Regions from separate parts of the Oryctolagus cuniculus genome. Here region 2 is linked to region 1. The links are chromatin contacts, called in public Micro-C maps. All regions are on one chromosome and are shown on one strand. Each heading gives the region's core, a stretch centred on a gene start, on an enhancer-like site or on the middle of the called end of the contact. The rest is flanking DNA. Distances are from core to core; before and after follow the strand shown. Region 1 holds the start of ERH (ERH mRNA splicing and mitosis factor). Region 2 holds the start of SRSF5 (serine and arginine rich splicing factor 5).

What was found. A called contact is a pair of places that touch in the nucleus more often than the background predicts.
Region 2: a Micro-C map of ear pinna shows a contact between it and region 1, with 6 times the contacts expected there. The contact joins the promoter of SRSF5 here to the promoter of ERH in region 1. A contact is called at or near these places in 2 of 6 Hi-C or Micro-C datasets (ear pinna and an unstated tissue).

The regions. Positions count from the first base shown.
Region 1 is chr20:15,278,769-15,284,377 of mOryCun1.1, reverse strand. ERH (ERH mRNA splicing and mitosis factor) reads left to right here and starts at 2,228. Exons shown (of 4, transcript XM_002721665.5): 1 at 2,228-2,381; 2 at 5,039-5,126. The coding sequence starts at 2,379. It overlaps SLC39A9 (solute carrier family 39 member 9), which reads right to left and starts at 1,951. Exons shown (of 7, transcript XM_002721664.5): 1 at 1,134-1,951. The coding sequence starts at 1,244.
Region 2 is chr20:15,599,357-15,605,243 of mOryCun1.1, reverse strand. SRSF5 (serine and arginine rich splicing factor 5) reads right to left here and starts at 3,111. Exons shown (of 8, transcript XM_008248574.4): 1 at 2,828-3,111; 2 at 1,968-2,112; 3 at 1,623-1,693; 4 at 1,408-1,506; 5 at 1,051-1,120. The coding sequence starts at 2,093. LOC138847204 (a long non-coding RNA gene) reads left to right here and starts at 3,998. Exons shown (of 2, transcript XR_011384881.1): 1 at 3,998-4,203; 2 at 5,211-5,665.

The DNA.
Region 1 (5,609 bases), core at 979-3,478:
GTGAGCAGAGTGGCTAAGAACTGCTGAGACAGAACCATCAAGATTTTTAAAACAGCTCTAAACGCAGTATACTGCATGAACTTGCTCAGCTCACACGATCTGAGTCTGTTTCCTCATCGAGTATTAAAATGAAGTCAGGTAATGCACATCATAAAAATAAAACGTTATCATTAGATGCTGAGGGGTGCAGCAAAAAAGGAAAACAGAAAAGGAACGGTAACGCCTGCAGCCTCCCTTCCATCTGGCTGCGAACTTCCAGCACTTCGCCCCAGCTACTCCGCCAGTGGGCTGCTTTTCCCTCCTCACCGTCTTCAAGGCCGCCTCGCACCTCACCCCGGTTCCCTGTCCTCGCCTCTCTAGGGCCCTCTGCTCTCCCCTTCCCTCTGAGGGCACTTTCAGGACACGCGTCACTGAGGCAGGACAAACTCACAAGAACCTGCTACTTCTGAATCACCATTTCTCTCCCTACCCTCTCACCGCGGGCACATTCGACAATATCAAGAATCCACGTGCATTCGCACTGAGCAACGCTCTCATCTATCCTCTTCCCCTGCTAATGTGTATTCCACGAATGACAACCAAATTAACCAAAATGTGACAACACATTAACCAAAAATGCATTTCAAAGCAAACAGGGATGAAAACTTCAGAACAGAATTTCAATGCTTTTCTTTAAAAGGAAATGTAACTTAAAAACCACTTGTGTTTTTTCCCCCTTACATTCACAGCGATCTGCGATCTAAAAAAAAAAAAAAAAAAAAAAAAACAGAAAAACAAAATATTTCACTTTCTCAAGAAGAGAAGTCATCACATTGATTTGAACACATATGGACAAACAACATTCTCCATTTATCTTCTCGCTAACAATCTAGAGCCTGATTCCTTGAAACTTCTGGGAATCTTTATAAGCGGTTTCAGAATATCCCAAGATCTTCCGTGGAGTACCCACCCACCCAAGACGAAGAATTCTGGCTCTATCTAAGGTTTGGTTCTATTACTTAAATGCTACCCATCTTTTCTTCCTTGATGGGGCCGCGAGCTCGGAGACGAACCAGGAAGCAGCTCCCCCTTGCCACTGTCACTACCGGCCAGGAGCCATCCTGACAGCGGACACAAAACGTAGAATCTCTTACCTCTGAGAAATTAACAGCCAGGGGAATGATGCCAGCCACGTAACATCCCACCAACATAGCCAGAGAGAGCAAGCTAATGGAGAGGAAATCATCCATTCTGCCCTCGTTCATCCAACCACCACCACCAGACCACAAAATTCCAGTGGCTCCAATGGGTGCTTAGCTTCTTGACACACGTGCCGCGGTTCCAAGAGAACAAGTGCGCTCGCCAGTCCTTGCGACCTCCCCACCTGCGGCTGTGTCCACGAGGCACCTTTCTCTCGCACGTACCTGCCAAGAGCCCCTTTTTGCTGATATTAGCACCAGAGAGAACTTTTCAGCAATCCTGGGCCCCTGCCAATGCCTGTCACTGGGTTCTCGGGGGGTAAAGAGCACTGGGGAAATGGGCGAACGAGCGACTTCTTCGATCTTCGGAATGAGGGTGCACAACGGCACCCCCCCACCCCCCAGACAACGTCCCAGGCGGCAGCAGGAAAGGCAGCACAGTCCAAGCGAACCCGCGCGTCGTGGCGGCGACCCTGGTTTCCCTGAGGCGGGCCCCGCGGGTGATCCGCCCCCCAGGGATGGGACCAGCCCACCAGTCCCAGCAAACTCTCCGCCAAGTCTGGACGAGGGAAATGAGTCCTGTAGGTCTCTAACGAAGAGTCCTAGAGGTTCAGCAGCGAAGCTGACATAAAGCTGTCTCTGCCCTACACCCGGCGCTGCCCATGCTATTCCACTCCGCCGGGCCTTGACTCGGAGTCACGGATACTACAGCTGCCATGGCCGCCAAGTGGCACCTCTTCATTACATCCACTTCCGGATTGCCTCACTGGCCCCGGCTTCAGAAAAGCACTTCCGGGTTACAACCGACCTATGGCCCGGGCTACTTATGCGGCCGCCATTTTTGAGTAGGGCTGGTGAAAAAATGACCGGTGTCCCTGTCTATACCGGCCATCATTCTAGTCGTACTTCTAATAAAAAGGGTACGGGAAATAGAGTCTTGAAAAAGAGCGTTCTTTTTACAGCGCCGAAGCTTTCCCTACGTAGTTCTTCGCCCTTATCCAAGATGGCTGAAGCCGAGTCAGTATCTGCTCTAGCTGCCGGAAGCGTGTGCGTCTCTATGGTACGAAGGTTCTCTTCGCGTCGCGCTCCCGACGATTTCCGGCGGCTCCTCTCGCGGGGATTGGCTGTTGGCGGCGTTGCGGCTAAGCTCGTGTGCGGCGGCGGTGTCGGCAGCGGCTGCAAAGAGAAGAGTTTGGCGCGATGGTGAGAAAGGCCCTTGCGGCTCCCCGAGGCCCCCGTTTTGCAAGCGACCTCAGTCCCGTACATCTCCCCAGCCTCTTGCCCTGACTCTCCCAGCGCGCGCGCTTGCAGCTCCCCGTCCCTGCAGCTCGTGGCTCGACCCTTCCCCTTCCCGCCGCGGGGACGCGGGGCCTGGCTGTAGGCCCCGGAGCCCGGGTCCGCCCTACGGTTGCGCGCCCGCCTGCTGGCTCGAGCGAGGCGTGCCGTGGGTCTGCGGATACGCTCGCTCTCTCTGGCCGCTGGGTGGAGGGAGGCGTGAGGGTGCTGCTCCTTCCCTCCAAGCATGCTGCTGTAGGAACAATGGCCGAGAGACGTCTGACAAACCCCTTCCCGAAACTGACAGAATCGCCGGCTTCCTGGAGCCAGCCTGTGAGCCCAGAGGGGTCGTGTTGGCTCCGAAGGGGGCTTCCTCAGCCGTTCCCTTTTGTTTTCCAGCGCCCTGCCTGCCCCCCACCCCTTATTTTTTACCTCCTTTTTCGCCTTCTCTGAGACTCCTAGGTGCCTCATTGGGCTTCTGCCTCCGCCTTCAGTCTTGTTCTTAGCCCTTCTTAAGTCCCTGGGGACCAGAGGCAGACAAGGTGGGGTCCCGGGCCGGGCCTCCCGACGCCTGTGAGCGGGGCGGCGGGGCGATGGGTGGGCTTTTGTCTCTAGATCAAGAGAGAGGAATCGGGGCTGCCTCCACACGTAGACTTTCCTTTTCTGGTTGCCGCGGGGGTTAGCAAGGAACTTCTCCAGGTGTGCTTTGCTGAGTTGAGCTGCTTCATTGTTTGGCCCAACATGGTCTCCCGAAGAGGACTGAGTTAGACCATCTTTCCGGTTCCATAACCAGCAGTGTGACCTTGGGCAAGTCGTTGGACCTCTGAGTTTCCTTCCCTGGCTTTATGTCACCATGTGGTACTGTGTCCGAATGCTTAGATTGAAACCTGAGAAAGTCCCAGTAACAGGTCCATCCCGCGTCGGATGGATGTGGGCAACAGTTACTTATCGAAGTAGGCTGAGGATCAGAACTTGTAAGTGTCCCTTCCTTCCTTCTGTAGCATTCCACCGACATAGCCAGGGACAGAAGACCAGACTTTGTCCCTCCCTCCCTCCCCTTCCCTGGTAGTTTGGGGGAAAGCATTTGAAGCTAATTGACGTATTGTGGCATTTCAGCAGTAGCAGACTGACCTCTTAGAGTTCATGTTTGGGGGGCGGTTACCCCTTCATCCGAGTGAATCGCTACTGCTTGGTAACCAGAGAATAAGGATTTTATTAAGGAAATGGGTTTTCACAGTCTTCTTATTGTGTAGATAGAAGATCATAGATGTATATGCTATAAACTAGATTTATAAGAGGAAAAGCACTCCCCTGAGAAAGGACCATAGAAAGCAAGGACCAAATCTGTCCAGAAGGGAAAAGAGTGATAAGGCAAATATGTTTGGATTTCTAATAAAACCGAAGTGTTCTAAAAAGAGCTCCCAAGAAGAAAGTGGAAGGGTATAGTGATCCTTAAAGGCTTGGTAACAGGGAAGCACTGCCACTTAAAAATGGCAGCCATCTTGAGTGCAGTTTTTAGAATTTAGGTTTTTAGAATTTAGTCAGGTTCCACTCTTAGTAGTTTTAAATCCTTATCTTTGGGCAGCAGTATTGAAAAGCCCCAGGGGAACCAGCGCTGTGGCACAGTAGGTTAGTCCTCCGGTTCGAGTCCCAACTGCTCCTCTTCCGACCCAGCTCTCTGTTGTGGCCTGGGAAAGCAGAAGATGACCCAAGTCCTTGGACCCCTGCACCCGCGTGGGAGGCCGGGAGGAAGCTCCTGGCTGGTGCAGCTCTGGCCATTGCAGCCATGTGGGGAGTGAACCAGCACCAGGTTCATTTTAAGGCTAGATGTTTTGGCCAGGAAAAATACGGTCTTGCAAAAGAGAAGAAAAAACAAGAGTGCGTTGATTGGGGATTGAGTTTATGGTGGAGTTGCATCACACTAGCATCTAACTAATGAACCTTAGGTGGCAGGTAATTGGGCAGGCTCAGTCTCAGTGGAGAGCGATGCACAGCTGAGGGAGATTCCCCGTCTTCACTCCCGCCTGTAGGGGGCATTTGGCAATGTCTGGGTATATTTTTGGTTGTCACAGCTTTGGCAGGAGGGAGGGTTAGAGTTTGCAGAAGCAGTCATGCAGGACTGGGAGGCTGAGGGACTTAGGAATCCAGTCTCTGATCCACACTTGGGCAGAGACGTAATTACTGTTGGGAGGGGAGGGACTGGGCATTTGTGGCTTAGTGGGGGGATGTCCACATCCCATATCAGAGTGCAGGTTCCCAACTACTCCAACTTCTGTTCCAACTCCCTTGTAATGTACCTGGGGAGCAGCAGGTGATGGCTGAGAGCGCTTGAGTTGCTGCCGGCTGCGTAAGCAGATCTGGATGGAGTTCCTAGCTCCTGGCTGTTGCGGCCACTTAGGGAGTGAGCCAGTGGATAAAAAATTGAGGTTCTCTCTCTATCGACCTTTCAAATAAATAAAACTGTCAGATGAAGACACTGTGTTTTAATATAATGATTATGTCATGAATAAGGATTGTATACGATACTGTGGATTTCTCCAGTAGAAACTTAGACACTTACATTGAAATCACTTCTTCCCTTGCAGTCTCATACCATTTTGCTGGTACAGCCTACCAAGAGGCCAGAAGGCAGAACTTACGCTGACTATGAATCTGTGAATGAATGCATGGAAGGTGAGCTTAACACCCATCGGGGGCAGAAATCTTTGAGGTTTTTTTTTCCCCACTGAAACTTACTATTAAAATGTGTTTTGTTTAGAAACTGGGTTTGTTTTTCTCCATAGATTTCTGAATGTATTACTTTGTTAGGGAAAAGTAGATACTTAGGATAGACCGTACTTGTTGAATATTTCAAACATGAACTATGCACACGGTCTTTTCCTGCTGCAAGTATGCATTTCAAACCCAAGCCCTGTATATAACAAATAACTTCCCAAGGCTTCTCACTGTTTTCTGAGTACATTGCTGATTGTTACTTGGTCGTGCTGCAGACATCCGTAGATAGCCCCATACGTTCTCGTTAGAACTAGCACTGGAGTTGCTAAGCCGCTAGGGACAGCTTCTGAATTTTAGATTGCTGATTGTACATAGAAACGTTAAGAGCATTGAGATTTAGTTACAGCCATCAGAGTGTTGTTAGAAATTAAAGCTTAGCGG
Region 2 (5,887 bases), core at 1,862-4,361, 320 kb before region 1:
ATTGCTTTTAAGCAAAATGCTAAAGGAAATTCAGATTTTAACATTAAAGTAGTATTAGTCTATACTGAGTTCAGTACAAAGGGGAAAAAAACAAACAAAAAAACAAAAAAACAAAAAGAAACAATACAAATTTTAAAGTAAAGACTAAAGTAGAAGATTTATATTAAAAAAAAAAAAAAACAGAACATTTACAAGACACCAGTTATTTTGTGCCCCATATGCCATTAAAAAAGTTTACTTTACCTTTATTAATATTTCCCTAGGCTAGTCAAGCAGCAAACCATTTATCGGTCGGAGAAACCTTCATGACATAGGCCCGACTGGCTCTTCGCCACCCACTTGAAGGATACTACCCAATCGCTGGAAGCCTTTAATCGCACAGCCCCTCCCTATCAGCGGACTACTGGCGATGCAGACATGTTCTACTCTTGAGCAGTTACCAAGGACCACTGCACTGCGATCAGGACGCCAACGAACACCTAATTGCGTATCTTTCAACTCTTTTCGACCAGGACCTCTTATTCGGAAGCGTTACAGGAAGACAGCTTTCAACTTAGGGATCAGATCACGTTATCAACGCTCTGGGATCGCTGCAACCTGGCACTTCAAGGAAGTGCACCGATTACGTCTAGACCGGCAAACACAGATCTAGAGGTGGCCAATTGATCACTGTAGGAGCTGACTGGCAAAGTCAACCAGGCCCAACCAAGAGTGACCAAGACAACGATTAGGATAACCCACAGGCACTCCTCGTCATAAGGCCAACGACACAGATAGGCTGGCAAATAAAGGGTTTAATATTTGGTTAAAATTGATTTTTCAAAACAAGAAAAATATCCTCAAAACATTTACATTTGATTAGTTAATAATAAAATATCCCCCAATTACAATTAATTAATTTAACTTTACAATTACAATTCCATTAAAATAAATTAATTAAAGATAAAATTACTTTTAATTTTAAAACATTAATAAAACATTAGCTACCCATTAATATTTCTTTTAAAAAAATCCACATCAAAATAACGCAAAAACCGTATTTCAACAAACCTGCCAGCTGACTCTTGAGGATAAATTCTCAACTATAAGTCGATTTTCTGTTCTTACAGGTGGAGCATTTCTGAGGAAGAAAATGAGTATTCACAATGGAAGCAATGCAGTGCCGAGCGCACTTCTAGTGTTCAACCCTGGACAAGCTCAAACACTCAGCCGTGACAAGTCACCAGGTGACTTCCATCAACACTTTCTGTGTTATTCTGTGACTCATTACAGACTCACCAGGACCAGTGAGCTAACACAGGAACACACCAGACTCAAGTCCCAGCATCATTTACTGTTAATGGTTCCTCAGGCTTAAACCAAGTCCCGGTAGCCAGAATCAGCAGCAGTCCTCCGCCCATCACATACCGTCTATCATTTCGAGGTCTGCGACTACTAAATCGGTCAGAATATCGTCCTCTACCTCTTCCACCTCGAGACCGAGCCCGAGCGTGTTCAATAGTTACCCTACAGAAACAAGAACGAGCCCGCGTTATACACTCAAGCTGTACGGGAGCGAGCCCTGTTTAAGATAACATCCCGGCCGCCTTGGTCTGCTCCATTTTGCACTAAGAACCTCTCACCTTTCACTGCAAAGTTCTTTTCCATCAAGTTCATATACGGCATCATCTGCATCCCTGGGATCCTCGAATTCCTACAATAAAGTGTAAGACGCTTAGCGCGGCTGCATGTGTGGACACAACATACAAACACTAAAAGCAGGGCAGGGGAGGGGAGGCAGAGCATCAAGACATGACCACGCAGATAAACCTCATCAAGAGGGTGACTCGGCTGGGGATCCCAGTCAGCCAGCGGGTTCTTTAAGACAATTCGCTAACTTTTATGCTGCAGACACAATATTCTACCTGGACACGGTACTGCTCACCCAAAGCTTTACCCACTCAACAACCCTTGTTCTGAATACTCACCACGAAACCAAAACCCCTTTTCAGATCAATATCCCTTATCCGTCCGTAGCCCTTGAAGAACCTCTCCACGTCTTTCTCCCTGGCCGCCGGATTTAGCCTCCCGATGAACACTCGACAGCCGCTCATGGTGTCCGGCTAGCGCTTCCTGCCAGAGAATCAATCAATCGAGACAATACCAATGAAGGGCGCAGAGGAATGCCGGAAGAAGCCACCGAACGCATCACACGTAGCTTAAAACTTTTACCCGGCAGGGTGACAACACGGCCGCCTCCCAACGCGACCCCCCGGCTCTCCCCCTACCCCCGGGGCCCCGGACCGCAGCAACCGCAACGCCCACTGCCACCTCTCGCACTGCGCAGCCGCGCCGCCGCGCGACGCCCCGGCCCCCTCCCTTCTGCCGCAGTTAGGAAAGGCCGAGAACCGCAGGCGGAGCCGACCCCGCCCTCCGCGAGACCAGCCCAATGGCAGAGGCCCGGCGCGTCACAGGGGGCGGGAACCTGCGTCTCGCGAGACCGCGGCCGCGCCTGCGCACACAACGAAGGGCGGGCACTCGGCGGCCCCAAGATGGCGGCCGCGGAGTCAGCGCCGGGCAGAGTAGCGCGAGCCAAATTCTCCCTCTCCCTCCCCGGTGCCACCATTCCGGACTCATTCTGCCCGCCCGCAGGTGGCCCCCGCGCCACACCCTGAGCAAAAGTCAGAGCCGCCTAGGCCCACGACTCGGGGCGGCTGGATAACGAAGCCGCAAGAGTGGCAGGGAGGGGCGCGCAACCCCTGTGTACAAACGACCGCAAACATGACCACCCCTCCACCTTCACTACCCCTCAAGCAACACCAAAAGGGAGACGTGCCCCAGCGCCCACCTCGAGTCAACTGCGTTCATTAGACGCCGTCCTCCGCAAAGAGAGCAGCCCCGACCACTCGCGACCTGAGGGGCCATGGAGAAGCCTCGATCCGAGAAGCCTTGCCCTCAAAGTGAGCCACTCACCTACCGGACAGGATCTTTGGCAGCTGAGACCCAGAGAGGTCCGTAGTCTGCGACGGAGTCGTCAACCTCCCTGCAGACCAGAACTTAACTCGTCTACGCCTCTCGACAACTGACGCACTTAGTAGCGCTGGCGTTCCACAAAATGGAGGGCGCGTCCCTACGTCACTTCCGGGACCGCCCATGGGGCTGTGGTGCACACCCTGTTGGGTCCAGCGCCGGAAGCTTCCGCAGGGCAAGGGTCTTCCTACCGCGACCCCTAGAGCGACCCTCAGACTGCGGTGGGTGGGGTCGGGGGCGGAACGGCAGGTGCTTCGGAGCGGTAGCCGTTGGAGACGTTTGCTTCTCCTGAGGCGTGGAGTTCGGATCATTTACATCGTTCCCATAAAAGTCTCTTAAAGCAAATTGGACCCTTTTCTGTATCCGGAATTTTCCTCGGGTACCCAGAAGATTACGAGTGATTGAAACTCGGGCTCTGTAAAAAGACCTGGCTGCCCTGACTCCGTGCTGCGCGCTTCATGTGGTTTCACTCAAGGCCAGGGCGCTCCTTGATGCTCAAGTCAATCGCCATGGACATATGGTAGTGAGAAGACCTAAGGAACAGAATAATTTTTTTTAATGGAAGGTTTTTTGAGTCATGAAATCTTAAAATGGAGACTATAGCGTGAAGGCCCTCTTGAATTGAAACCGGAATATGGTTTTCTGCCTTGCCACCACTCTGCAACTGAGCTGGCTTGAAGAGGTTTCCAGCTGCCTTAAGTCCAAATGGGATTTGGTTAATCCGCCCTGTTCAGGTTTCTGTAATGAAACACATGAAAGCCTACAATTCTTCAGCGACACAATTTGTGTTGTGCTGTTAAAGTGGGTGTGCAACAGGGCAAATACGTGGGTATTTGAACTCCAGTGTTTTCTCAATAAGGTTGCCAGGCCTAGAATCTTAGGTGTAAAGAGAACTCTTCTTTAATGCTTTTAGGTGGAAACCAAGGCACTCCATTTCTGAGCAGGCCCAGCATCTAGCGTTACATGCTTGGAACTAGAATTACACAGACAGAAAATAGTTCAAGCAGAAGAGCAGCTAGCCTTACCCGTGACCTCTGGAATGGGGCCCTCAGGAAGTCTGGATGAGAGCATGGAGAGTTTGTATGGGGCCAGCTCTTCCATTCACACAGTTTTAAATGCAAATAGCCCCAGTGGGGGCAAACAGTGTTATGAAGTTACCTATGGTGTGGGGAATTAGGATGGATTTTAAAGATGGTAAGTATTTGTTGAAACTTTATCTTTCCCTGTTGGCTCAATACACTCATTGGCATTTTAAAGTGTATCTCTTGCCCATGGGGCTGGTGTTGCTCCACAGTAAGTTAAGCCAATGCCTGTGATGTCCGCATCCCGTATGATCACCAGTTCTAGTCCTAGCTGCTCCATTTCCAATCCAGCTCCCTGCTAAAGCAACTGAGAAAGCCGCAGATGGTGGCCACTCTAGTCGGAGACCAGGATGCAATTCTAGACTCCTGGCTTCCACATGGCCCAGCTCTGGCTGTTGCAGGCATTTGTGGAATGAACCAGCAAATAGAAGATGGGTCTCTCCCTCTCATTCTCGCCCTCCTTCTCTCTAAGTCTTCCTTTCAAATAAATCTTCAAAACAAAACAAAAATATGTGCTCTTATTGGATTTGCATGGTTTCTACATAGTTAAAAATGAGATCTTTCAATTATTTTCTACATTTTGTAGTGGAAGCAACTGCTTATCATTACACTCACTATATTTTTGCTGTGATCAGCAAAATGTGAAAAAGATTTCTTGAAGTAGAAGAACAAGAAAGATGATGCTGTATGTTACCAAAAAAAAAGTTGCTGCCTTCAGCCTACAGTGGTGTGATTTTCTTCAGGACTAATTTTTTATAAGCGTTTCTCACTTGAGTTATTTACTGTTAAAAAATTTTTGAGTTCCACAAAAGCAATTTTTCCATGATACTGCCTAGTGATGCAATTTTAAAACACTTGCCTTCTGCAACGTCTGTTTTTTCCATGACTACCTAATGCCATGTCCCCCTCCTGGAGTGTTTCTTCCCACTTTCTCCAATAAAAATTGTCTTCTGTCAGCAGAATTACTCTGCCTCTTATGTGATCCTACAATATTTTGTTCGTTCTCATCATTCCTTATTACTGTCATATCAAAGATACATCATATTTGTCTTTTCCAGAAATGCCAAACACAGAAAATTTTTTATAGACCTGGATTTGTTTGACTATTTTTTTCCACAGATCATCCTGTTCCTACATTAATGTTTCAGGAAAATGACTTGACATTCTTTTCCTGAGACGTCCAAGTGAATAGCAAATCTTTTAAGTAAAGGAAAAGAAGATGCAGAGAAATCACAAATTAAAATAAACACAGGGGCCAGCGCTATGGCGCAGCGGGTTAACCCCCTGGCCTGAAGCGCTGGCATCCCATATGGGTGCCGGTTTAAGACCCGGCTGCTCTGCTTCTCATCCAGCTCTCTGCTGTGGCCTGGGAAAGCAGTAGAAGATGGCCCAGCCCTTGGACCCCCGCACCCACTTGGGAGACCTGCAAGAAGCTCCTGGCTTCAGATTGGTGCAGCTCCAGCTGTTGTGGCTAATTGGGGAGTGAACCATCAGATGGAAGACCTCTCTCTCTGCCTCTTCTCTCTCTGTGTAACTCTTTCGAATAAATAAATAAATCTTTTTAAAAAAATAAACACAAAGTTGATTGGCCATCTCTGTTGGGAACGTCCAGCATAACTGTGATGTGTTTCATTCGTTACAATTCTGATTTCCTCTAGTTAGCAAATTACGGCCTATGGGTCTCAAACACTCAAGTGTGTTTTTCTAGCCTGAGAATGAGGAAGAACAAAAGAAGAGGCCGGCGCCGTGGCTCAATAGGCTAATCCTCCACCTTGCGGCGCCGGCACACCGGGTTC